Regions from separate parts of the Mus musculus genome. Here all the other regions are linked to region 1. The links are chromatin contacts, called in public promoter capture Hi-C maps. All regions are on one chromosome and are shown on one strand. The core of a region is the stretch at or near the end of the contact, and the rest is flanking DNA. Distances in the headings are between cores, read along the strand shown. Region 1 holds the start of Cdk5rap1 (CDK5 regulatory subunit associated protein 1). Region 2 holds the start of Aar2 (AAR2 splicing factor homolog). Region 3 holds the start of Manbal (mannosidase, beta A, lysosomal-like). Region 4 holds the start of 4930405A21Rik (RIKEN cDNA 4930405A21 gene).

Region 1 (5,922 bases), core at 1,534-4,033:
TAGGGTGTGCTTGCCCTGTGGGTAGGTCTGTGGAATGCAAAGAACAGTCAATCACATGGGCCATTCAGGTCATCTGCCTGACAGCGGTGAAGAGAACACACAGTCACAGTGGGGTGGAGGGGGAATGAGTGCTCACGATGGCAACTTTCACCAACTAGCAGAATTAGATGAAAGATGATCATGGCAGGTAGAACATTCAGGTCTTAAAGCGAGCAGAACATGGGATCCCCAAACTTCTGGAGTCAGAGGAGTTTGTTTCTTTTTCTAACCTTCATCAGTCCTTAATCCCACACTAGCCCGGGAACCCACAGTGGACTACTGCCACAGCCCCAGATCCTTTGGCCCCACTCCTTATCCATGTCTTCCCCACATTGCAATGTATTCACCACACAGTTGCCACCCTACAGGCAAGGAGACTGGAGTCAGCAGTCACTACTTGGCTATGGTTATTCAACTGTCAGCCAGCACAGCCCCAGAGGGAACCCAGCCAGTCTGAGGTTGAGTTAGTCAGTGCTAAGAATAGGGCTTTGGGATCAGCGTGAACTGTGGCTGGATCCCAAGGACTGCTTGCTGCGTGAGCCTTTGCACATGACTACTTTTGTATACTCACCCTTAAATTTGTAAAATGAGTTAGTCTTTTAAAAATCTTTTTTTTTTCAAGATAGGGTTTTCTTTCTCTTTCTCTCTCTTGCTGTTCTGAAACGTTTTCTGTAGACTAGGCTGGCCTCGAACTTATAGAGAGCCACAACTTCTGCCTCCGGAGTGCTGGGATTAAAGGTATGTGCCACTGTGCCCAGCTTGGGCTCTTTTAAATAAGGTAACCATGAGGTTCTACCTTTATGACCTAGTCACTTTGTGAAGACCCTACCTCCTATGTCCACTTTCTTGAAGGTTATGGTATTGAGGGGACACGCGCATTGAGACTGTCTTTGAAACAGGAGAATGAGGTCCAAAATGTCTTACCCAGAGAATGCAGAGGTAACATATTACAGAAACTGTTGGAGGGCTGGAGAGATAGCTGAGAAGTTTTTGGAGGATTGTACTAGAGTTTGATTCTGGGCCCACATCAGGTGGTTCACAACTGCCTGTAACTCTAGCTTCATTTGGAAGTGTCCTACAGACTGAGCCAACTCTAGCTTCTGGCTTTCCAAACAGAAGTACTTCCGGCTTCTTGCCCAGATACATAAACACATAAATGAAAACAAAACAAAACAAAACAAAACAAAACAAAACAAACAAAACAAAACGACAAAAGCCCATTGGCAAAGAGGAAGGCTGGGAATGCCCCCCACTCCTTCCCTCCAAACCCAGTCTCTTGATGAGAGTCATGACAGGAAGAGGCCAGGAGGGGGCGCCTCTTTGCTACTCATTCTATGCTTGTAGATTTTTGAACTGTCCACCTGCAGTTTGTGCTTCAACCAAATGTTTTACACTTAAATGTCTCACACTTTAAAACTAATATTTATGGTGAAGCTTGGAAAAAACACTTATGCTACATAGGGTGGTTCTGACCCCAGGGCTCCGATCTGGCTGAATCCTGTTCTCAGCATTTTCTTGAGTGTAGGGACTATGGGTTCGGTCTGGGGGAGAAGAGGTATTTTGGCTAGAGTCAACAGGGAAGGGAGAATGGCTGAGAGGGCCAGGGCAGGAATGTGACAGGAGTAGGGTAAGGAGGTAGTGAGGAACAATTAGGCTGTTCAGGGCCATCTGGGAGATCCAGGAAAGACGAGGCCGTTCAGAGCTAGCCACAGAAACCACTGGTTAGCCTCTTTTCTATTTTTTTTTACATTTATTCTATTCCATCTGTCTGTCTGCCTGTCTGTCTGTCTATCCATCATCTACGAAATTTTACTATGTAGCTCTTTCTGGCTTCGAATTAGCCTGCCTTTGCCTCCTGAGAACACCGAAGTGTGCTACAGCGTCCTGAGACGTCTGTGTGTGTGTGTGTGTGTGTGTGTGTGAGAGAGAGAGAGAGAGAGAGAGAGAGAGAGAGAGAGATGTTGCATGTCCCATGGCCTATCTGTGAAGTTCAGAGGGCTTGTGGGAGCCAGTTCTCCCTTCACCTTGTGGGTTCTGGGGATTAGACCCCAGGTCGTCAAACAGCAAGTGTCCTACATGCTGAGCCATCTCACCAGCCCCATGGTGGCCCTTTTCTTAAAGGGTCTGGTGAGGAGAGGGAAGGAAAGTACATATGGCAGGAGGGAGCTAACGGGTGACAGGCTTGAGGAGAAGTCAGAGCTCCTATTTTCCAGGGGGCAGAACACCCCTAAGAATCCCTTACTCTCTTGGGGCAAGGGCAGATACAGACTCTGAGACTGCCCACCTGTTTGTTTGTTTGTTTGTTTTTCTAATTAAAAAAGATTTATTATGCATAATAGTACAGTGTCGCGGTCTTCAGACACACCAGAAGAGGGCATCCATCGGATCCCTTTACAGATGGTTGTGAGCCACCATGTGGTTGCTGGGAATTGAACTCCAGACCTCTGGAAGAGCACTCAGTGCTCTTAACCGCTGAACCATCTCTCCAGCCCGCCTACCTGGTTTTAAGCTTTACTTAACTTTTTTTTTTGGGGTGGGGTGGGGTGGGGGTGGGGGGCGGTATTAGCATTTAAAGAAGTAGTAGGTCTCACGGCTTTATTTTTCAAAGCCAGGGTCCTGGGACTCGAAGCCGGCAGGAAACACTACCATTAGAACACCGCGGGCGAAAGTCACGGCGGAACAGAAGTTGCACGCCTAGGCGCGCAGCGGAGGACTCCTGAGAAGGGAACCCACGCAGATCGACAGTTTCCGGTTTCGGACGCGGACCTTGCAGTTGTGGGAGGTGAGAGGCTTGAGATTGAGTTTAGTGTCCTGCGGGTGACCCGCGGTGGCGCAGGGCGGGCTCGCACCGTCCAGGAAAAGCCAGAAGCGCTAGGAGAAGGTATCACTGGGCAGTGTTAGGCCTTGAGTAGGACCGCTGCGAGTGTAGCTCAGCCCCGCTGCCGGCTCTTGGCCAAGTCACAGCGTCCTTCTAAGCCCTAGTATTTGCCCTGTGAAGCAGAGATGGGGTCTGATAGACCTCGGAGAGGGGCTACGGGGCTCACGCAGTTGCCGCCGCCACGCCTAGCACTCACACGCTTGGATGTGGTAGGTGGTTCCGCGCTGTGCTGTGCAAAAACTTGAAGCTTTTGATCCTTCCACCAGGTTCGTCAGAAAGGACCGTTCCCCACCCCAACACTCATACATGAAGACGCGCCCAGAACCCGGCCAAGGTCCATGCTTTGAAATGAAGTGTGGGCTGCTAGTGAATGATTGTGAGCCACCACTTGGTTGCTGGGAATTGAACTCAGGCTCTGGAAAAGCAGTCAGTGCTCTTAACCACTGAGCCACTGCTCTAAGTCCCCCCCTCCCCCAATCTAAGTTTTTAATGTGTAATTCTTATAACATCTGGCAAGGGGTAAGGTCCTATTGTACTTTTTTTTTTTTTTTTTCCAAAATGGATATGACATTTGTAGTCCAGAGGTGGAAATTTGACTTGTAAAAACGTGGTCACACAACAATTAAAGGGCAGAAGTAGATGATTTGAAAGCTCACACCTGGGCTGTTAAGATGGTTCACATACCATAATATGCATAAAAATAAAAATGTGAAAAAAATTAAAACTCAAACCAAAAGTCTCCTCTCCGACAAGAGAGTAGGTTGGTGTTTTTTTTTTTAATTACATTTTATTTATTTGGTTTTTGTTCCTGTGCTCATGCACATGAATGTGCCATACATAGTGTATGTGTAGAGATAGAAGAATCTATGGAAAAGAATTCTTTCTACTGTGTGGCTTTCAGGGAGTCAGGCTTGGTGGCAGGTGCCTTCATCCACTAAGCCATGTCACTGAGCCGCCTTTATTTATTTTCACCTGTAAATTAGAGATATAATATATTTTAAGAGCCCTCACTGTTGTCCAGGCAGTCCTGGGCTCAAATGATCTTCCTGCCTTAGCCTCCCAGGTTACTGGGAATATAGGTTTACCATGTTTAGATTAAGGTAAACTATCATAAAACGTACCTTAAGGGAGGTGGTGGTGCACACCTTAAATCTCAGCACTCAGGAGGCAGAGACAGGCTGATCTCTGAGTTTCAGGCCAGCCTGGTCTACAGTGCAAGTTCTAGGACAGTCAGAGCTATACAGAGAAACCCTGTCAAAACAAAACAAAACAAAACAAAACAAAACAAAACAGTACCTTGGAACTGGGTTGTGATTCTGGCATTTGGAAGACTGAGGTGAGAGGAATGAGAAAAGTTGGAGGTCAGTATGGACTTCATAGGAAGATCTCAAAAAACAAACAAACAAACAAACAAACCTAACCTCACATAACCTCACAATCTGCCCAGCCTGGACTACGTAGGAAGTTGAGTTCCAGGCCAGCCCAGAATAATCCTGAGATTAAGTCTCAACATCTCTTATGAGCCCTGCTCCCCCCAAAAAGCATTTTTCTGTTTTAGCGAGGAGGAGTGTCCAGAGCAGTCCTGTATGGAGTGTGCCGTAAATACTGGTGTGTTTCATTCCTTTGCAGATTTGGGGCTGCAGGTGCCATGCATCCTTTACGGTGTGTCCTCCAAGTACAGAGGTTGTCAGCACCATTCACCTCCATGTGCTGGGTGTTGCTTAGGACCTGCAGAGCACAAAGCAGTGTGTCCAGCACTCCTTGTCCCAGTCCAGAGGCGAAGAGCTCAGAAGCTCAGAAGGACTTCAGCTCCAGGCTAGCCACTGGACCGACTTTTCAGCATTTTTTAAGAAGTGCTTCAGTTCCTCAAGAGAAACCATCTTCTCCAGAGGTGGAGGACCCACCTCCCTATCTCTCGGGGGATGAACTTCTAGGAAGGCAGAGAAAAGGTTGGCTTTATTTTTTCCCTTTGGCTTCCTTGCTCCACTGCAGCCTCTGTGGCCTGATTGCTTCTGCTGTTCTCTTACTACATTCTTGGCTTTAGGAAGTTGATAGTGTGGGCAGGTTGATTAATATAAAACCATCAGAGCCCACGAAGTAGCATTACTCTAAAGAAACTGAAGGGCTGGGCTGGGGGAGAGTTGTGTGGTGGAGTGGTTGCCTAGCATCTGTGATGCTCTGAGCTCCATCCACAGCATCCTCATCTCCTCAAGAAAACACTCAAAGCTGTGCACACGTGAATTGTAGTCCACTCCCTGGTTATGTATGGAGATACTGCAATCCCCGTTTTAATTAAAATTTTTAGGATTGCATTTAAATTACATCATTTATTGTCAGTGTGCGGCAGCTGTGGAGGTCAGGGCATAACTTGTGTTGTCTCCTTCCACCATGTGAGTTGAGAGGTTAAAAGTCAGGCTTGGTGGCAGAGGCCTTATCCACTGAGTCATCTTGCCCAAGCCTATTCCCTGTTTTTTGAAGCTGGGTCTTGTTGTGTAGCCTAGGTTAGTCTGGAACTCAACCCTCTTGCCTCAGCCTCCTAGCTGATGGAATCACTGATGTCTGCCACCTCTTCTGATTTAGAATTTTTTTTCTTTGGGCCTGGCAAGATGACTCAGAAGGTAAAGTTGCTTGCTATTAAGTGTGATGACTTGAGTTTGATCCCTGGAACCCACATGGTAGGAGAGAGCTGACTGCCACAGTTGTCCTTTGACCTCCGAACTGGTGCCATGGCATGTGTGCCTACTATCTTCCACCAAAATATATATGAAAAAAATTGGCTAGGCATGTTGCACACACCTTTGATCTCAGCACTTGGCAGGCAGAGCAGTGGGGTCTCTGTGAGTTCAAGGCGAGCCTGGTCTACATAATGAGTTCCAGGTTAGCTAGAGCTATATAGTTGAGACCCCACCAGAACAAAACAAAAACCCTGATGTTTCCTGTTTCATTTTTTGTTTTGCTTTTTGAGAAATAATCTGTCTCTTTAGCCCAGGTTGTCCTGGAGCTTA
Region 2 (5,722 bases), core at 2,913-5,412, 2.2 Mb before region 1:
CTCTGCAAGGGTGGGCTGTGTCAGCAATTAGCAAACATGGGATTATGTGCACAAGCTCATCAAAGATGCTCAAATTATTAGATAAGCCAGACAGACAGCTAGTCCCGATACAGATCTCTTGACTTAAAAGCTCTAGGCTAAGGGTGAAATGCCTTTTGATGACGACTAATCCGTCCACCTTCTGCCCCTTTAAGAACACTGGGTTAGATAACCCAAGATAAGCCCTCTATTCTAAGTATGCCAAGTACCCCCACTAGTACCCTTCCCCAAAGCCTAGTTCGTTCTTACCAAGCACATCCTGGGGGTTGCCAGGGAACTGCTTGCTGAGCACAGTTTCGAGGGCATAGCTCAAGTCCATGCTGTGCCTGGTGATCTCTGCTGGTGTGGCTCCTGCTGGGAACATCTGAGTGGGCAACTCTGAGAAGCGGATCTCTGTCCCAGCCCTGGGCCTCATCTCGGGCAGCCGGGCTAGGCCCTCTTGGTAGCTTCTGCACTCGGTGCCGCAGAGGGGCAGGTTCTGCCCCACCCTGTCCTTGGTGTGCTTCATGAAAAGCACAGGCAGCACATCTGAGAAGGCGCAGATCTGCCTGCTCTCAGGCTGCAGCTTCTCCATGGTGGCCTCACTGATGAAGTTGGTGAGTGAGATCCATTTCTTGAGTGTAGCATATGGGTAAGGTCCCAGAAACTGGTCTAGGTCTGGGAGATTGGCTCTCATAGCTTCTACTTCAGCCTCTGGAGCTGGAGACAGGTCTACTTCTTCCTGGACTGCATTCCAGCGCAGGACTGTCAGCCCCCGCTGCTTCAGGCTGAGGAAGAAGCCCATGCGAGGGCCCACCTCCCTGGGATTGGCCTTGTCCACAGAGCTGTAGTACAGGAAGTGGATGCCAGGGGGAATCATCTTCACACCCCGGAACTTGGGCCCCACCTCCCAAGAGTTGTAGTCAATGCCAAACTCTGTCCCCTTGGGCATGTTCAGAATGACCACCGTGGCTCCTTCAAAGAAGAGCTGCTTGGCTAACTCTGGATCCATCTGCATGGAAGACATGAAGCCAGTGGAGGGTAACCAAAAGCAGGGCTCTTTTCTGTCTCCTACAGAGAAAGAGAGACAGAAACAGTTGATCAGAATATGGGAAAAGAATACTTTATTTCTTGCACATTCTCTATGTCAAATATTGAATTAGATCCTGACAGAAATTAACTCCCTTTAATCTCCATGGCAACCCTGCATCTGTCTAACAGATGAGGAAAATCAGAATCAAAGAGATTTGGGGGTTTTGATTTAAGGATCAAGAGTCTTCATTCCACCACTCCAGGGGCACCACTTAAAGACAGGTGGTCACACAGTACCAAAATAAAACCTGCCTGCTGGTACTGCAGGCTTGTGTCCACTGCCCATCAGATGTCCCTCTTTCAACAGCAGTGGAAGGTAGAAACGGCTCAAATGGCTCATTTTAAATTAGAAGAATGCAAAAGTCGCCTTAAGCTACAATTCTACCTAAAACCTGCTACTGGAGAGTACCATAAGATGACCAAATCAAACTGGCTACCTAATTTTCCATGAGCATCTAAAATTAACAAAAAGTCTGAGGAGCGAAGGAGAGTTTTTCAAACTCCCTTCTTTCACTCATCAAAAGCCTAGTTGGAAATGAGGGAAAGCAAAGGGCTGGGCTCTTAGTTTAAAACAACTTGCCAGGGTGCAGTGCTACATGCCTGTATTCCCAACCCTTGATCTGGAGTTCAAAATCACCCTTGATTGCTAGAGACGGTCTTCTCAGAAATCAACAATGAAACCAAGCGGCTGGTGAGAACGCGGTTCATCAGGTGCAGTGCTTGTCCATTATACACAAAGGATCCTTGGAACCACAAAAACGATTACAAAAAAAATTCTGTGATAGACAAAGACAGAGGCACAGGATCAGACACTAAAGTCATTCTCAGTACACAGTGAACCGGAGGCCAGCCTGGGACACATACACAAGACACTGTCTTAAAAACAAGCAAACAATCACAAAACAAAAGCACTGAAAGTCCAGGGATCAAACAACTTCCCCAGAGTCACAATCCCGCCAGAGACTGACATGGCAGGTCTACAGTGAGTGCTTGAGGAGAGGCTTGGATTCTTTATCTTATCCACATTTAAATTCCCTATAAAGACACTTTGATTAAAAGCAAAGGGGTTGAGGGTGCTGGCAAATGCTCAGTGAGTAGAGGCACCTGCCTTGTAAGCCTGACAACCTCACTTCGATGGCCAGAGCCCACTCAAGGGTGGAAGGAGAAAAGAGAGCACACAAAGCTGTCTAACCTTCACATGTTTGCCCCAGCATATGACCCACCACCCCATCATGCACTCACATGCACTCGATGCTAAAAACAACTGTGTAGCAGACACTGTCGTCTCTGCAGTATCTGTAAGAATGTTTTCAGCAAGAACCAATCAATGCAAGCCAATCAAGTACTTCAACTTTTACTGAACTGAGTACTAAGTCACTTACTCATCCTACTGACAAAACACTCAGATTACAGGCACTACCCAGGATCTTTACTGGGCCCCAAAAGAAATATCCACAGAATAAGACTACTGAAAACCAGATATTTGTATTTTACACAGAAGTGGCCTCAAAATACACAAGCAGAAAAATCGAGTGCTGCTTGATGTTTACTCTTTTATTTAAAACAAACAAAAAATCCTTTTACAAAAAAATATTAGGAGCACACTTCATTGTCTTTACCTAAAAAAACAGGAGAAAAGACTCTAAATTAGCACTCTTTTTCAAACTGCAAGATGTATCTTGAGTTAAGAAATCATTTTTAGCCGGGCGGTGGTGGCGCACGCCTTTAATCCCAGCACTTGGGAGGCAGAGGCAGGAGGATTTCTGAGTTCGAGGCCCAGCCTGGTCTACAAAGTGAGTTCCAGGACAGTCAGGGCTACACAGGGAAACCCTGTCTCGAAAAAACAAAACAAAACAAAACGAAAGAAAGAAAGAAAGAAAGAAGGAAGGAAATCATTTTTAGACAGAAAGCTATCTGAAATAATGAGAAAAGTTACACAGAAGCCAGAAGAGGATGCTGAATTCCCTGACACTGGAGTTAGAGGTGGGTTTAGCACCATGGCGCCCTTAGGAACTGAGTCCAGGTCCCCTGGAAGAGCAGACAAGTCTCTTAACCACCAAGTCATCTCTCCAGCACCAAGAAGAGAACTTTTAAGCTATTGGAATGCCACAAGTAACAAGGATAGGAATGGTTCCAAGAAGACATGTGCTTGTATATACATGTGATCACAGCATAAAAGTCTTGTGACTGTAGTTCACAGTAAAAAAAAAAAAAAGTCTGAAACACAAACGAATACTCTTCACAAGCCTGCAATACAGAGACAACTCCTCAGCGTATTCACCGCCTTCCAAGAGTGGAGAGTACTTGGTCCTCAATGCGTTCTCTATCTGGCTTTAGGGAATGGCCCGAAAACGCTGCATGAATTTCCCTGGGCAACTCTTCAGCTAATTTAATACCACCCCAATCCGAAGGATTGTTCTAACCACACTGGCTTCTTTCTTACCCTCACACCAGAGAAAACTCTACCCATAGCACTTGGTCACACAATTATTTTTCTTTTTTTAATCTTAGTAAAGCCTCCTCGACCCGGGACTAAGTCAAATGTTGGTGATGACACTCTGGCTACCCTGTTGCCGTTCAGTTCCAGGGACAGGTGTGTAACTTTGTGTACTTGGTTGAAGACTGTCATGCCCACAAGACTCGAGTCCCTGATGCCTAGCATACACACGAAGCTTAATTTTTTTTTTTTAACTTACGATAATATGCACTTTAAATAAAGCCAGGAAGCCGGGTAGGTGACTTACCGGAAGCCACGCAGATCCAGCTCGAGTGAGTCTCGTTCTCTGGTTACAGTTAAAGGGGTGTGGGGGGAAGTTCCTTCGGGAGCCCCAGAGACCCTGACCACGGTGTCCTCAGGGACGGGTTCTCAGGAAGAAAGGCCTCCTCAGACACCAGCTCACAAAGCCAGACTCCGCCAGCGCGATTCTGAGACAAGAAGCGAGGTGGCCCGACCACACACAAGGAAACCGGAGGCCGAAAGGCGCACCGAGGGCCGACACTCACCGTAGCACCTCAAGCTCCGGTTCCGCGGAAACGGGACGGAAGTTCGGCTGCTTTGGTGCCGGATAGGTGCTACGGAAAAAGTAGTCCGGCGGAGCCCCGAGTCTCAGAAGAAATGGCCCGTGCTTCCAGGTTCCTCACGATAAGCACTTCATTTTCTTCTTACTGTTTCGTTTTACTTCCCGAATTATAAATAACGACTTTAATTAAACTATCCACTTTATATCCCCGTCCAGAAACATACTCACCATCCACAGTCCTTTTGGTCTCAAGCAGACACGGGCTGGCCAAAGCATGGTTCAGGTGTTGGCACACAGTAGCCACAGACTGGCTCAGTCATGGTTGGTCCTCTTTAGCCACATTTCCTATGCCGGTCACCATGTCAAAAGTTCCCTATTATCTCCAAGTCCCGGCTTCCAGACACATTCATCCCTAGTTTCAGAACCAAGGCTGTTGCCTGAAGGGAGAACCAGTCCCTTCAAACGCAAACACAGCAGTTCCTCTGGAAATGACCACCCAGTGTTTTCCAGGCCTTACAGAATACAGCAGTCAAGCTATAAATGTGCACTGAGTGAGGAAACCTGACTGTCTTTTTCTTCTCTATTTCCTTAGAACCTAGCACATAGCCCTCATAAATGTACTGTGTATTTAATAACAAATCAAATGATGTGTATAGTAAATGACTATCCATAGGCCTTGCTGTATTAGTCAGGGTTCTCTAGAGTCACAAAACTTATGGGTAGTCTCTATATAGTAAGGGAATTTGTTGATGACTTACAGTCTGTAGTCCAGCTCTCCAACAATGGTGAGCAGCAGCTGTGAATGGAAATCCAAGGATCTAGCAGTTGCTCAGTCCCACAAGGCAAGCAGGTGAACAAGAGAGAGAGAGAATCTTCCTTCTTCCAATGTCCTTATGTAGGTCTCCAGCAGAAAGTGTGTGCCCAGATTAAAGGTGTGTGCCATCACACCTGGATCTGGAACTTGCTTTGTCCCACATGACTTTAAACTCAGAGATCTCCCCTGTCTTAATCTTCTCGGATTCATAACCACTATGCCTCAAGATTTCCATGCCATTATCCAGGTCAGACACTTGCATCTCCCAGCCTCCAGATTAGGGTCACTGTGAGCCTACCAATTCTGGATTGTAGTTCATTCCGGATATAGTCAAGTTGACAACCAGGAAGAGCCAGTACACTAACCTTGTGCTCAGTGGTTCTGTACATCAGAACTCCACCATGAGCCAGAGCTACTGGGAGATACATAGATACTACTTCTAATCTCCTCACTAACCATAGCCAAGATGTGACCCTCCTCTAATCTTGTACTGCCAACTTTCCCGACCTGATTGTAAGCTTGTTTATCTATAAAGGCAGGATTCTCAAAGGCCTTCAGTCTCTTCTTCGGGTGACTTTACCAAGACTGGCTGTAGCTACAATGGCTGACAGAGCAGAAGACAAATAACCTCCAACTTCACTATTGCCCACCTGCCTCTTAAGTGGCCTTCCTACAGCACTGATGGTTGTCAATGGAGAGAAACCATAAAAGCATGCCCAAATTCCTGGAAAAGCCTTGCTATTCCCAGAAAGGACGGGAGTCCCTCTGCCCCCTTTAC
Region 3 (5,617 bases), core at 1,016-3,515, 3.0 Mb before region 1:
GAAAGATTTCATACAGTTTTTACAAAGTATCAGACCACCTTGCTGGGCAGACTGGAAGGAGGACCAGTGTGGATCAATGACAGGCAGGACCTCATCCTGCCAGACCTGCTTAGCTATGCATACCTCCACCTCTATTCAAGCCTAAACTCCATGACAGAATCTTGGGGAGGGACTTGGAAGCCAGAGGATCCTATTATTTGTTCCTTTTTCCAATGCGGGCACACCGAATACATCTCTTTTCTGATCTTCACTGCTAGTTATCTCATTAACTAAAATATTAGCAATCAGTAGCCAAATCTAGCTCGTTGGCACTGTCAGAGCCAAGTCTTTTACCCTAAAAACTTCAGTTAATAAAACCTTTCAAGAAGACGCTGCAGTTGCTTGGGACAGAATACAGTTTCTATCCCAACACTAGGGAGACAGACAGATCTCTTTGAGTTCTAAACCAGTCTGGTCTGTATGCTGAATTCCAGGCCAGCCAAAACTGAAACCCTGTCTAAAAATAAAGAAATATTTTAATGGCATATTAATCTGAAGTTATTAATTCTATCAATAATGATTGCAGGGAATATGGTCCTTAAGGGATCACATGGGTGGCTTTAATGCTCTGTTCCATCCCAGTATCATAGTTAATAATGGTGTCCTTTGGGGCACATAGAATTTGAAACACACTGGCAACATTTGATGACGTCCACACTGCTGGCGCTGCATCATCACATGCCTTCCAATTCCCCACTTGCTGGCACTTCAAAACTGCCTTCATGTGTTCTTCTGCTGGGACTATAGCAGAGACCTCCACACTGGCAGTGACGTCCGCTATGGAGATTTTGGTTTCAGAACGAATCCATCCCTAACCTGTGTGACCATCCCTTATTCCCAGGAAGTGGCTTTGTGCTCTTGTTTCAGGGGAGGCCTGGCTGAAGCCTTCACATAGCGTAAGGCAGTCTTTGTCCGTTTCTACTCACAAATTCGATGCCATCTCTATCCTAACTAAGTAAACATTTACTACACACTATGGCTGTAACCTTGGCAATGTGAGGTTCAAAAACAAAACTACCACTTATTGATGTTTCAGCAAAGTTCCCATGGAGCCCTCAAATTTGCTATGCAGCCCAGAACAGTATAGGCATGCTCTGCCCCACCCCCAGACTTAGGATGCAAGGGATAAAAACCAAGGCTTTTACACGCTGGGTAAGCCCTCTTCCAACTCAGCCATATCACCAGCTCTGATTTTTAATTTTGATTTTTTTTTTTTCGAGACAGGGTTTCTCTGTGTAGCTTTGGTTGACTTGGAACTTATTCTGTAGACCAGGCTAGCCTCCAACCCACAGAGCTCCTCCAGGATGGCCAGGGCTGCACAGAGAAACCCTGTCTTGGAAAAACAACAAAAATTTTGTTCTCACCAAATAGCTTAGCAACTTTAGCCTAAGAATCTTCCTTTAAAAAAAAAAAAAAGGCTGTTTAAAATAGCACCTTTTTCAGCAAACCCCAAAGGCTATCATTACTACTCTTGTGCTGATATGAGGGTTACACAGGCAGCTGTCCTACGTGACTAATGAGGGGGTAGCGTATACAGAGGGATACGCCAAGCAAGACGATGACCTACGTGTAAAGCAGGAAGAGGTAAAACTTCATCGTGCTACTATCTTAGGGCCGGGAAGAACAGTTCTGGGGTCTGAACATGGGACTCAAGCACGCTGGGTGAGTCTCCACTACTGAGCTACTCAAAACACACAAATTCAAAGCCATGCGCGGTTTGTTTCTGGAGTCTTCCACTTTCTATTTCCAGGTGTCAGGTCACTGGAACCGCAGACACCGGGGAGGCTATCGCATTCCCCATCCCTTTCTCTGGCAGTTTTCTCTCAAGCACACACTGCAACTAAGCACTGATACGCTCCCGGCCTTCGCATCCTCCGCACAGGCCCAAGGGAGCCTTCTGCGGGGAAGGAAAGTGACCGGGAGAGGAAGATCGAGATGCCCGAGGTAACACAGCCATCCAGGGCACACCCGACAAGCCAAGCCCCGGCTGGTCCCGGCGCAGGGCAGGCTGGGCCCTGGCCCTGCACAACCCTCGCGAGGGCCCCAGTCTCCTCGGAACGCAGACTGCCTTTACAGATAACTGCCCTCCGCAACCCCGGAAGCCGCTGTAACCCGCAACGCCGCCCCGATCCCGCCCGCCGGGAAGCCTCGGCCGGGTTATCCGAGCCTCAATACTTACCTCCCGGAACGCCGCGCCGCCGCACCGGAAGTGATCCCTCGTGACCCGGAAGCGATGTGCTGGGAGCAGCAGCAGATTCCGCTCAGCGGGTTTTACCAGGTCCACCGCTTCCTCGCCGTCTTCCTCCTGCTCTCCCCTAATTAGACACCGAAGGTTGAAGCTTTAATGAATTTTTTATTTGATTTGAGACAGGGTCTCAACAGTGTAGCTCTGACTGGCCTCGAACTGGGGGCAATTCTCCTGATTACAGCCGGTCTCCCCCCAGTTTAGAACTCAGTTCTAAGTCTGAGCCAGAAATCTACAATATAAGGGGTAGGACAAACATTACCATGCTATAATTCAGACAAAAACAAATCACCATAATAAATTAAAAAGAGACCAGTGAACATCTCTGCTTCCATGGAGTTTATAGTCAGTAAGTCACATAATAGATAGGGAATCCTTAATGCGATAAATGTTTGGAAGGCAAAAATCAGCATTGAAATAAGTGCGGCAGACCAGTTAGGAATGGAGTTTAATGGGCAGTGATGTGATTGGTGCCTGATAGTCAAGCCTTCACAGTCTCCCACGCTGACCAATGTGACCCATAGAATTTTGGGGAAATACTGAGCTTGAGTTCCGAGATTAAGACAGAAAAACATTGTGACTTCCTCTTTCCTCGCTCTTGATCATTCCTGGGAAGTCCCGCAGAGTGAGATTCACGTGGGCAGTTATCAAGCCTCCAGCCAACGAACTCAGCTTGGCAGCCAGATAAACTATCTCTAGGTCAGCTGATGTGGCCCTGACCCCTAAATCCTTTAATTATGTGTGCCACGGGTGGGTATTGGTGTGGGTACGGGTGTGGCATATGCACTCACATGCATGTACCTATGGCTGCTGAGGCCAGAGTATATCACGTGTCTTGCTCTATTATAGTCCACCTTATTCCCTTGAGATAGGGAAAGCCGCAGGGATCCCGTATCCATCCTCTCCTCTCCTCTGCCTTGGACTGGCGTTAAAGATGTATGAGTGACCATGCCTGGCTTTTTACTTTGGGTCTTTGAGACCTTCATGTTTAGTCAATAAGCACTCTCACTCACTGAGCCATGCCCAGCCTCAAAATCAATTGTGTAGATGGATTTTGGGTTGTTTGGTTTTTTGTTTTTGTTTTTTCCTTTTTCTTTTCTACTTCTGAGGCAGAATCCTCAAGCGTGCTGCTCCAAACTCCTGCTGCTGTGAGGTCCTCCCAATGGTAGACATAGACGGTCATCGACAACCCAAGCCAAAACAAACTTGCAAAGTTTCTTCTATCGGAGCCTAACAGCAACAAACGAGTAACTAGGGACTGGAGAGAGGCTCAGTGGTTAAGTGTGTCTGCTGCTCTTCCAAAAGAACCTGGGCTTGGTTCCTAGCACCCACATAATGGCACAAAATCCTTTATAACACCAATGTCAGGAAACCAGAAGCTTTCTTCTGGTCTCTGTGTACCAAGCACACATGTGATACAAATACATACATGCAGACAAAACATTATATATATTATATATGTTATGTTATATTATATATACATACACACACACACACACACACACACACACACACACACATATATATGGTCTGGAGAGAACAAATATTTAATACAGGACTTGCCCTAAAAGTGCCCAATATGTATGGATAGATAAAGACAGTCATTTTTGCTTGAGCGTTTTTTATTTTTGAGACAGGGTCTCACAGTGTCATCCTAGCTGGCCTGGAACTCTCTATATAGATATATAGACCAGGTTAGCTTTGAACTCACAGAGATACGTCTACCTCTGTCTCCCTAATGCTGAGATTAAAGGTGTGAGCAACCACACCCAGAAAAAAAAAAGATGTTTTATGAATTCTTTACCCTCTATTCAAAGATATATCAGAACTTAACCTCTACTGTTCCAGAATGTGATTCTATTTGGAGGCAGGATTTTTGTGGGGGAAGGGGTTGCAGTGAACCTTATGGACGGTGTTCAAGAGAATAGGGCTCCCTAAGCCCCTCCCCTTCTTCCACGGGTCTAGGATAGAAACTGTGATGGGTCTTAGTGCTGGGGCTGAGTTGGGACAGGGACTCCTCAGCAGCCTAGGGCCTCTCCCTCTCCTGTGCTTCCTGGGGTTGGTGATCCGGGCCTTTTTACTCTTTGGAGGCCATATAGACCATGAGGTCTGCCACCTTTTGCTGTATTCATTGTCGTGATAGGAAATGAGCTTTACTAAGTTACGGAGTGAGGATTTTCATAAAAGTAAATCAGCTGGACATGGTGGCTCACACCTGAAATCTCTGCACTTGGGAGGCAAAGACCAACAGATTTCTGTGAGTTCGAGGTCAGCAAGGTTTTACAAAGTAAGTTCCAGGACAGCCAGGACACACAGAGAAACCTTGTCAAAAGACACAGAGACAGAGAGAGAGAGAGAGAGAGAGAGAGAGAGATGGATATGGAGGTGCACACTTAATCCCAACACTGGAGGGGCAAAGGCAGAAGGAACTCCAAGTTCCAAGCCAGCCTGGTCTACGTAGCAAGAGCCAGGACTAAATAAAGCAATCCAGTCTCAAACAAACAAAAGAGGGCCAAGGAGATGGTGTATTTAGTCAAGATGCTGCTGCATACGTGCATGTGCCTGGTAGCCTAAGTTTTATCCCCAGAAAACACATAAAAATAAGAGAGAACCTACTCCACTAAGTTGTTCTCTGACCTCCACATGTATGTCATAGCATATGTTTCCCTTCCCACAACATGCAGACATATGTGCGCACACACATACACACACACACACACACACAAATATATATTTTAAGAGAAAAATGAGGTCAATAGGATGAATGCTGAAATCTAATCTAAAAAGAAGTGGATTTGGACACAGATGCACACATGAGGATGTCATGTGGAGATGAAGGCAAACATGGAGGGATGCTCCTATAGGTCAAGAAACACCAAAATTCCACCGTCAAGCCCTGGGAGCCGAGATGGCTGTAGAACAGATTTCGTAAGCCTTCCCGAGTGCCATCAGACTACTTGGTTTCACGCTCCTGGCTGCTGGAACTAATAAATGTCTGCTGCTCAAGTCACCTAGTGTGTGACATGTACGGCCAGCCCTGGCATGTTACTACAGGTAATATGGGAAATACGCTGATACGGGTGATGTAGGTACATGCTAACACATGTACTCTGAAACCCGTTACTATCTGTCTCCAAATGTAAAAAGAAACGCCCAGTGTGGCTGCTGCAGGCACAGCCTCCTTCTTACTCTCTGGAGGTACCTAGAGGACTCCAGCTGAGTTTAGCTTCTCTCTGTGCCCTGCATGCCAGCCATTAGCACACAGCAGAGCTCTACGACTGGTTTCTCTCTAACTATAATGTATGCACAGTCTCTTTTTGCACTGAGAGAGAA
Region 4 (5,515 bases), core at 2,682-5,181, 2.3 Mb before region 1:
AAGAACCTCAATGGCTTCTGACTGTTGTGAGGTGCAATGGTCAGGAAAATGATGGTGAATTACTTGATGCCCCCAAAGGCCCTGGAGACACCACTTCTATTACTACTGCTTACATACAGTTGGGGTACATTCCTACATCTCATTACTTGAACCCCAACCACAAGGGTGAGGGAAGAGGCTGGCGCTGTCTTGTTCCCACAAAGAAAAATCTGACCAGATATTATGAGGAGGGAAAAGCTCACATTTATTAAGGGCCTACTGTGTACAGGTTTTTATTTATATGTACATAATCTTATTTAATTGTCTCCACAATCCTATGGTATAAATGATTTTTCAGAGTCCAGATGAGGAAAGCACAGGCATTGAATGACAAGACTGATCAGAACCAAGTATGAATAGCTTTAAAACCCACAATATTCTGCACCTGTATACAAGCCTGATCATGTCTGGTATGCTGACTCAGCTCAAATACTGTCTCTTCCTGGAAGCCTTCCCAGCCCACACAGGCCCTCTCCCATAAAAGCCCCCAGCTGTCCTGAGTATACAGCTGACAGCACTCAGCACATTACTGCTCCTTACTCTGATCAGGCATACTTTTAAATGGTAGGGCACAGGAATGCACAGGTGGCCCGAGAATCTCAAATGTCAGCTACAAAGACCCAAGACATAGATATATTCAACACCCCCATTCTTCAGAGGGAAAAGCAGAGCTCCACCAGGAGACCAGCTGTCTGAAGTCACATGGCAGTTGAGCACCAGAACTGGGGACAAAACCTTGGCATTTTGCCTTGCAACTTAAAAAATAAAAAGACTATTTTTTTTTTTTAAAGAATCAGTCCTAGGATAAGACTTTTTATTCCAATTTAAGTTAGAAAGATGACAATAAAGGGACAGTCACTGCCTGAGATATAGGGACTAGAGTCCTGACTCCTCCACTTCTGGGTCAGGTAACAAGCCCTTTTACCTTCCCAATGCAGTCTCCATGGATTGTGCCTATCACAAGGCACACACAGAGACTGATTTTACACACCAGGGGCAGGTAGTACCAGCAAGGCAGTGACTTAAGACATGGCCATGAGACAGGCCCTCCTGGCTCTTCTTTTTTTTTTTTTTCTTTTATATATATAAAAAAAGATTTATTTATTTTATGTATATGAGTACACTGTAGCTGTACTGATGGTTGTGAGCCTTAACGTGGTTGCTGGGAACAAGGCTCTTCTTTTTTTCTTTTATACATAAAAAAAGATTTATTTAATGTATATGAGTACACTGTAGCTGTACTGATGGTTGTGAGCCTTAATGTGGTTGCTGGGAACAAAGGTTGCCCACTCCGGTCGGTCCCACTCACTCTGGCCTAAAGATTTATTCATTATTAAATCTAAGTACACTGTAGCTGTCTTCAGACACACCAGAAGAGGGCGTCAGATCTCATTAAGGATGGTTGTGAGCCACCATGTGGTTTCTGGGATTTGAACTCAGGACCTTCAGAAGAGCAGTCAGTGCTCTTAACGGCTGAGCCATTTCTCCAGCCCCCTCCTGGCTTTTCTTGACTTTCACCTTAACTGTAAGATGCAGGGACTATGATATCTAGTCTCACTCCCTGTTCCAAAGTTCTAGAACATCCTAGAGCCCTTGATAGCAGACCCCAGCTCTCAGCAGAACCTTTCAACTAGGACCTTTGTGCTCCACGCAGAGAAAAGCAGCCGTGGCTCACCACATGCTGGCTGACTTTGTTTTCAGGCACCACTAGCAGGGTCCAACCTTAAATAATAAATGGCACACAGAAAATTCAAACGTTCCCCAGCACAAGCACCTCTCTGGGCATACCAACTTATTTTCACACACCGAGGAGAAGCAAGATGGCACTGGGGATTCTGGAGAGGTGGGCACACTTCTTAACCAGATGGGAGTGGACGAGTCCTGGGCACCTGCTCTGTACCCTCTCAGGGAAGCTTTCTCTCTGGGACTCTCAAAAGGCAGGTTGACAGTTTACAAAGCATATGCCTCACTTGATCTTCATGACACCCCTTGGTACCACTACCCCCATTCACCATCCCTTTTACAGATGGAACACCTGAGACTTAAGTGCAAGGGTCACAGGCAAAGTCAAACTTTTTAGAGCTGGTCTAATCAAGATTTCAGAGTCTAAGACAGCCAGATACAATAATCAAGAGTATCATTGTAAGGGCGATTCCTCTCCGATTCATCCTGGTCTCAGTAAGACCAAGTTTTACAGACCTCTGTTCACCTGCCCACTCAGGGTAGCTTGAAAAGTTCTGACCACAACCATATAGCCCAGCTGTCTAAGAAGCCACACCCCCTGCAAAATTTCATTACTCAAGTTGGCAAGAACGCAGCCCCCACCCCCAGCTGGGTCTAAATAAACGCCCAAGTGATATCACATCCTGCTGTCGGCTCCAAAATAGCCCAGGCCTGCCCACAAGCGATCACAAAGTGCCAGGCCATGCAGGGCCAAACCAGCAGGGATACCCAGCCCAGGGCGCACTCCACACACTTAAGCAACTCAAGCAGAAGCCTCAGGGCAGGAAGGCCCTTTCCCCCCAACCCCCTCGCCAGACAGCCTGGCCCCACCATCCTTGTTCCCCTGGTCCAGAGGCCCCACAGCCTCATTACCCCAGCGCCAGCCCCTGCCCCAGCGCCAACCCCATGGAGCCTCTGCCGCGGCCAGCCTGCGGGATGACTCCGCCCGGCCCGACCCGGACACCCCACCACTCACATTGCTTCAAGAGCTCCAGACACAAAGCCATGAGGGCCGGATGGGGGTCAGAGACCCAGAGACCCGGCAGAGACAGAAAAGGGAGAGGGAGTGACAAGGAGCAGAGAAAAGGGGCGACAGGGGATCGGGCAGAGAAGCAAAGGAGCAAGAGCCCCGGGCAGAGAAGGCTGAGGCAGGCGTTAGAGACAGCAATGAGACCACCGACACAGACGCGTGAAAGAAGCAGGGAGAGCAAGGGGGGTGGGGGGGACCGGGTCCAGAGAAGTGGGACGCTCGGAGAACAAGGAGAGACAGTGACAGCGACAGCGGACAAATCCAGGAAAGGCAGAGGTTCTTAAGTTAGGGAGCTGGGGAGACACTGGGGGTTCAAGGAGACCACTAAGGGATGTAAAAGGTTCTGATAGCTATGGGAGGCTCCGGAGAAGTGGGAAACCCTCCGGGAAATGCGGACTAGGTGGAGATAACCCCCAGGAAATCAGGGGCACATGCATCAAGAAGGACCCTCAAGATGTGTGGTAAGCTCAGGAAAGGCCTGGGGGAGTGGAGTGTGTTCTGAAGGAGAGGCCCCAAAAGATCTAGGGAGTCCAGAAGAATGGGGGTGCCAGAACCCGTGGCTGTAAGAGAGGAGAGGAGCGCTGGGAGAGGGGACCCGAGATCCTGGAGCGAGGGAGGGGCCGAGAGCGCGAGAGCAGAGACAAAGAGACAGCGAGCTAGGGAGAGACAAAGCGGGCTCAGCGGAGACACGGGCCCGAGGGCCAGTGGCCCGACAGAAGGACGGAAGCGCGGGCGAGCGGGCGGACGGACAGACGGACAGACGGGAAGACGGGGCAGGGCAGGGCCGGGCGGAGGCGGCGCCCGTCTCCTCGCGGGGCCGCGGCTGCTCCGGGTGGCGCTGGGCGGGCCCCGGGCGTCCGGGCTGAGGAGGCGGCGGCGGCGGCGGCGACGACGTGGGTCGGACAGACGGACGGAGTGACGGATGGACTGGCGGCAGCTGCGGCCAGCGGCGGGCACTCACCCTCCTCCCTCACGCGGCCCGGCCCGAGGCTCCGGTTTTGTACGCCCGAGAGGCGGGGCCTCCGGGTTAAAGCCCCGCGCCGGCCCCGCCCCTCGCGTCAGCCGCGCGCGCGTCGCCCGGGATTCCGGGGCCGCCAGGGGGCGCGCGCAAGCGGGACACAGCGCAAGCGCGCACGCGTACCGCGCGGCCCACGCCCTGGCCGGCCGGTCTTGAAAGGGAGTGCGCGCCCGCGCCAACTCGCGCATGCCCGAGTGAGGGGCTCCGCCCTCTCGAACCGCCCCGCCAAACCGGTTCCAGCTGGAACGCAATGCGTGGTCTGTACGGGAGTTGGAGTGGCCGTCCGTCCCTGCGGGCTCACCCTGGTGGCGACGCCTCGCTGTAGGTAGGGAAACTGAGGCTGAGGAGAGAGCCCACCGTGGGCTTTCTGTCCCGCACGCGGGTCCTAGCTACTCAGCCGCGCAGTTTCTAGTTGCCTCTTTGCCTCATCCCTTGCTGTGCTCCCAAGGGTCCTAAGGACGGGTTCAGTATCCCACTTGTGTGACCTTAGGTTAGATGCTTAACCTTTCTGTGCCTCTGTAAAATGTGACAACCGAGTGAGCCCCCTCCCCGCCCACAGACTGACAGTCCATTTACAGAAGGTTCTGCCAAGCACAGATCTTTGCTGCCTGGCAAGCCCGCTGGTTGCCTGCTTTCTGTACTGGGATCTGACAGAGGACTGTGGGAAATGAAGAAGGTAACACTGTTTCCAGTCTACCTTTTGCATTAAGACACAATAATGGCAAAAGCAACAAACTTACTTGATGCCAGCACTGTGCTAAGCACTCTAAAAGCAGGAGTTGGCTACACCATGCTATTCAGTTTCATTTGCTTTAGGTGAAAATACAAAGTAAATTCTTGAATGGCTATGACACCTCATGTGTTGCTGTGTCCTTTCGATTCAGTAACACTTCTTGCATAACCTTGGGCAAGTCCCCCTTTCTCTTTGGGATTCCCCAGTGCTGAGTATCCCCTGGAGAGAAACCAGGCAGAGACAGAATTTTCACCAGCAAGTCTTTGACCCTTTGATCCAGCTCACTCTCTTGAACAGAAGAACTAACTCACTGGCAGCTTCAATTTGGACTTCACCAAGTCTGAGACCTTGGTCCTAGAGGAATGTCAGCACCCTTCTCTGTTGGTCACCCCCCTCCCAGCCCCCCGCCTCAGGTCCTGTAAGGTGTGTATGGGGACGATTTTGTGACTGACTGAGTCCTTGCCCAAGTCAGGCTAGCATAGAGGAGCAGTTGGCTGACCCAGGCCTGAGGTGTAACACTGGCACATAGGCCTCAGACCCTCCTGCATGAGCCTGGGCTTCTAGGAGAGGGTAAAGGGTCCTTTCCAGATAGACTGGCAGCTGGTTTCCCCTTTGGGTCACCATTTTGGTAAATCCCTTGAAAACTTGAAGCCGGGCGTGGTGGTGCACGCCTTTAATCCCAGCACTTGGGAGGCAGAGGTAGGCGGATTTCTGAGTTCGAGGCCAGCCTGGTCTACAGAGTGAGTGCCAGGACAGCCAGGACTATACAGAGAAACCCTGTCTCGAAAAACCAAAAAAAAAAAAAAAAAAAGAAAGAAAGAAAGAAGGAAAGAAAGAAAAGAAAATTTGAACAGTGAAAAGCTGTGCATTCCTGCTTTTGTGTGTCAACTTGACACAAGCTAGAGTCATCAGAGAGGAAGGAGCCTCAGGTGAGGAAATGCCTCCATGAGATCCAGCTATAAGGCATTTCCCC

The links. Promoter capture Hi-C pulls out the DNA fragments that hold promoters and counts their contacts.
Region 2: a promoter capture Hi-C map of pre-B cells shows a contact between it and region 1, with 3 times the contacts expected there. The contact joins the promoter of Aar2 here to the promoter of Cdk5rap1 in region 1. A contact is called at or near these places in 2 of 39 promoter capture datasets (the C10 cell line and pre-B cells) and 1 of 9 other capture datasets (liver).
Region 3: a promoter capture Hi-C map of pre-B cells shows a contact between it and region 1, with 5 times the contacts expected there. The contact joins the promoter of Manbal here to the promoter of Cdk5rap1 in region 1. A contact is called at or near these places in 2 of 39 promoter capture datasets (erythroid cells and pre-B cells).
Region 4: a contact with region 1 is called in a promoter capture Hi-C map of liver, with 4 times the contacts expected there. The contact joins the promoter of 4930405A21Rik here to the promoter of Cdk5rap1 in region 1. A contact is called at or near these places in 2 of 39 promoter capture datasets (liver and pre-B cells) and 1 of 9 other capture datasets (liver).

Annotation. Positions count from the first base shown.
Region 1 is chr2:154,369,580-154,375,501 of GRCm38.p6, reverse strand. It overlaps Cdk5rap1 (CDK5 regulatory subunit associated protein 1), which reads left to right and starts at 2,783. Exons shown (of 14, transcript NM_025876.2): 1 at 2,783-2,821; 2 at 4,547-4,866. The coding sequence starts at 4,566.
Region 2 is chr2:156,546,016-156,551,737 of GRCm38.p6, reverse strand. Aar2 (AAR2 splicing factor homolog) reads right to left here and starts at 4,162. Exons shown (of 4, transcript NM_026661.4): 1 at 3,855-4,162; 2 at 289-1,089. The coding sequence starts at 1,045.
Region 3 is chr2:157,364,242-157,369,858 of GRCm38.p6, reverse strand. It overlaps Manbal (mannosidase, beta A, lysosomal-like), which reads right to left and starts at 2,265. Exons shown (of 3, transcript NM_026968.3): 1 at 2,219-2,265. Gm39974 (a long non-coding RNA gene) reads left to right here and starts at 4,678. Exons shown (of 3, transcript XR_866905.1): 1 at 4,678-5,617.
Region 4 is chr2:156,719,325-156,724,839 of GRCm38.p6, reverse strand. 4930405A21Rik (RIKEN cDNA 4930405A21 gene) reads left to right here and starts at 3,931. Exons shown (of 4, transcript NR_040505.1): 1 at 3,931-4,134. The region is part of intron 7 of Dlgap4 (DLG associated protein 4); the gene reads right to left.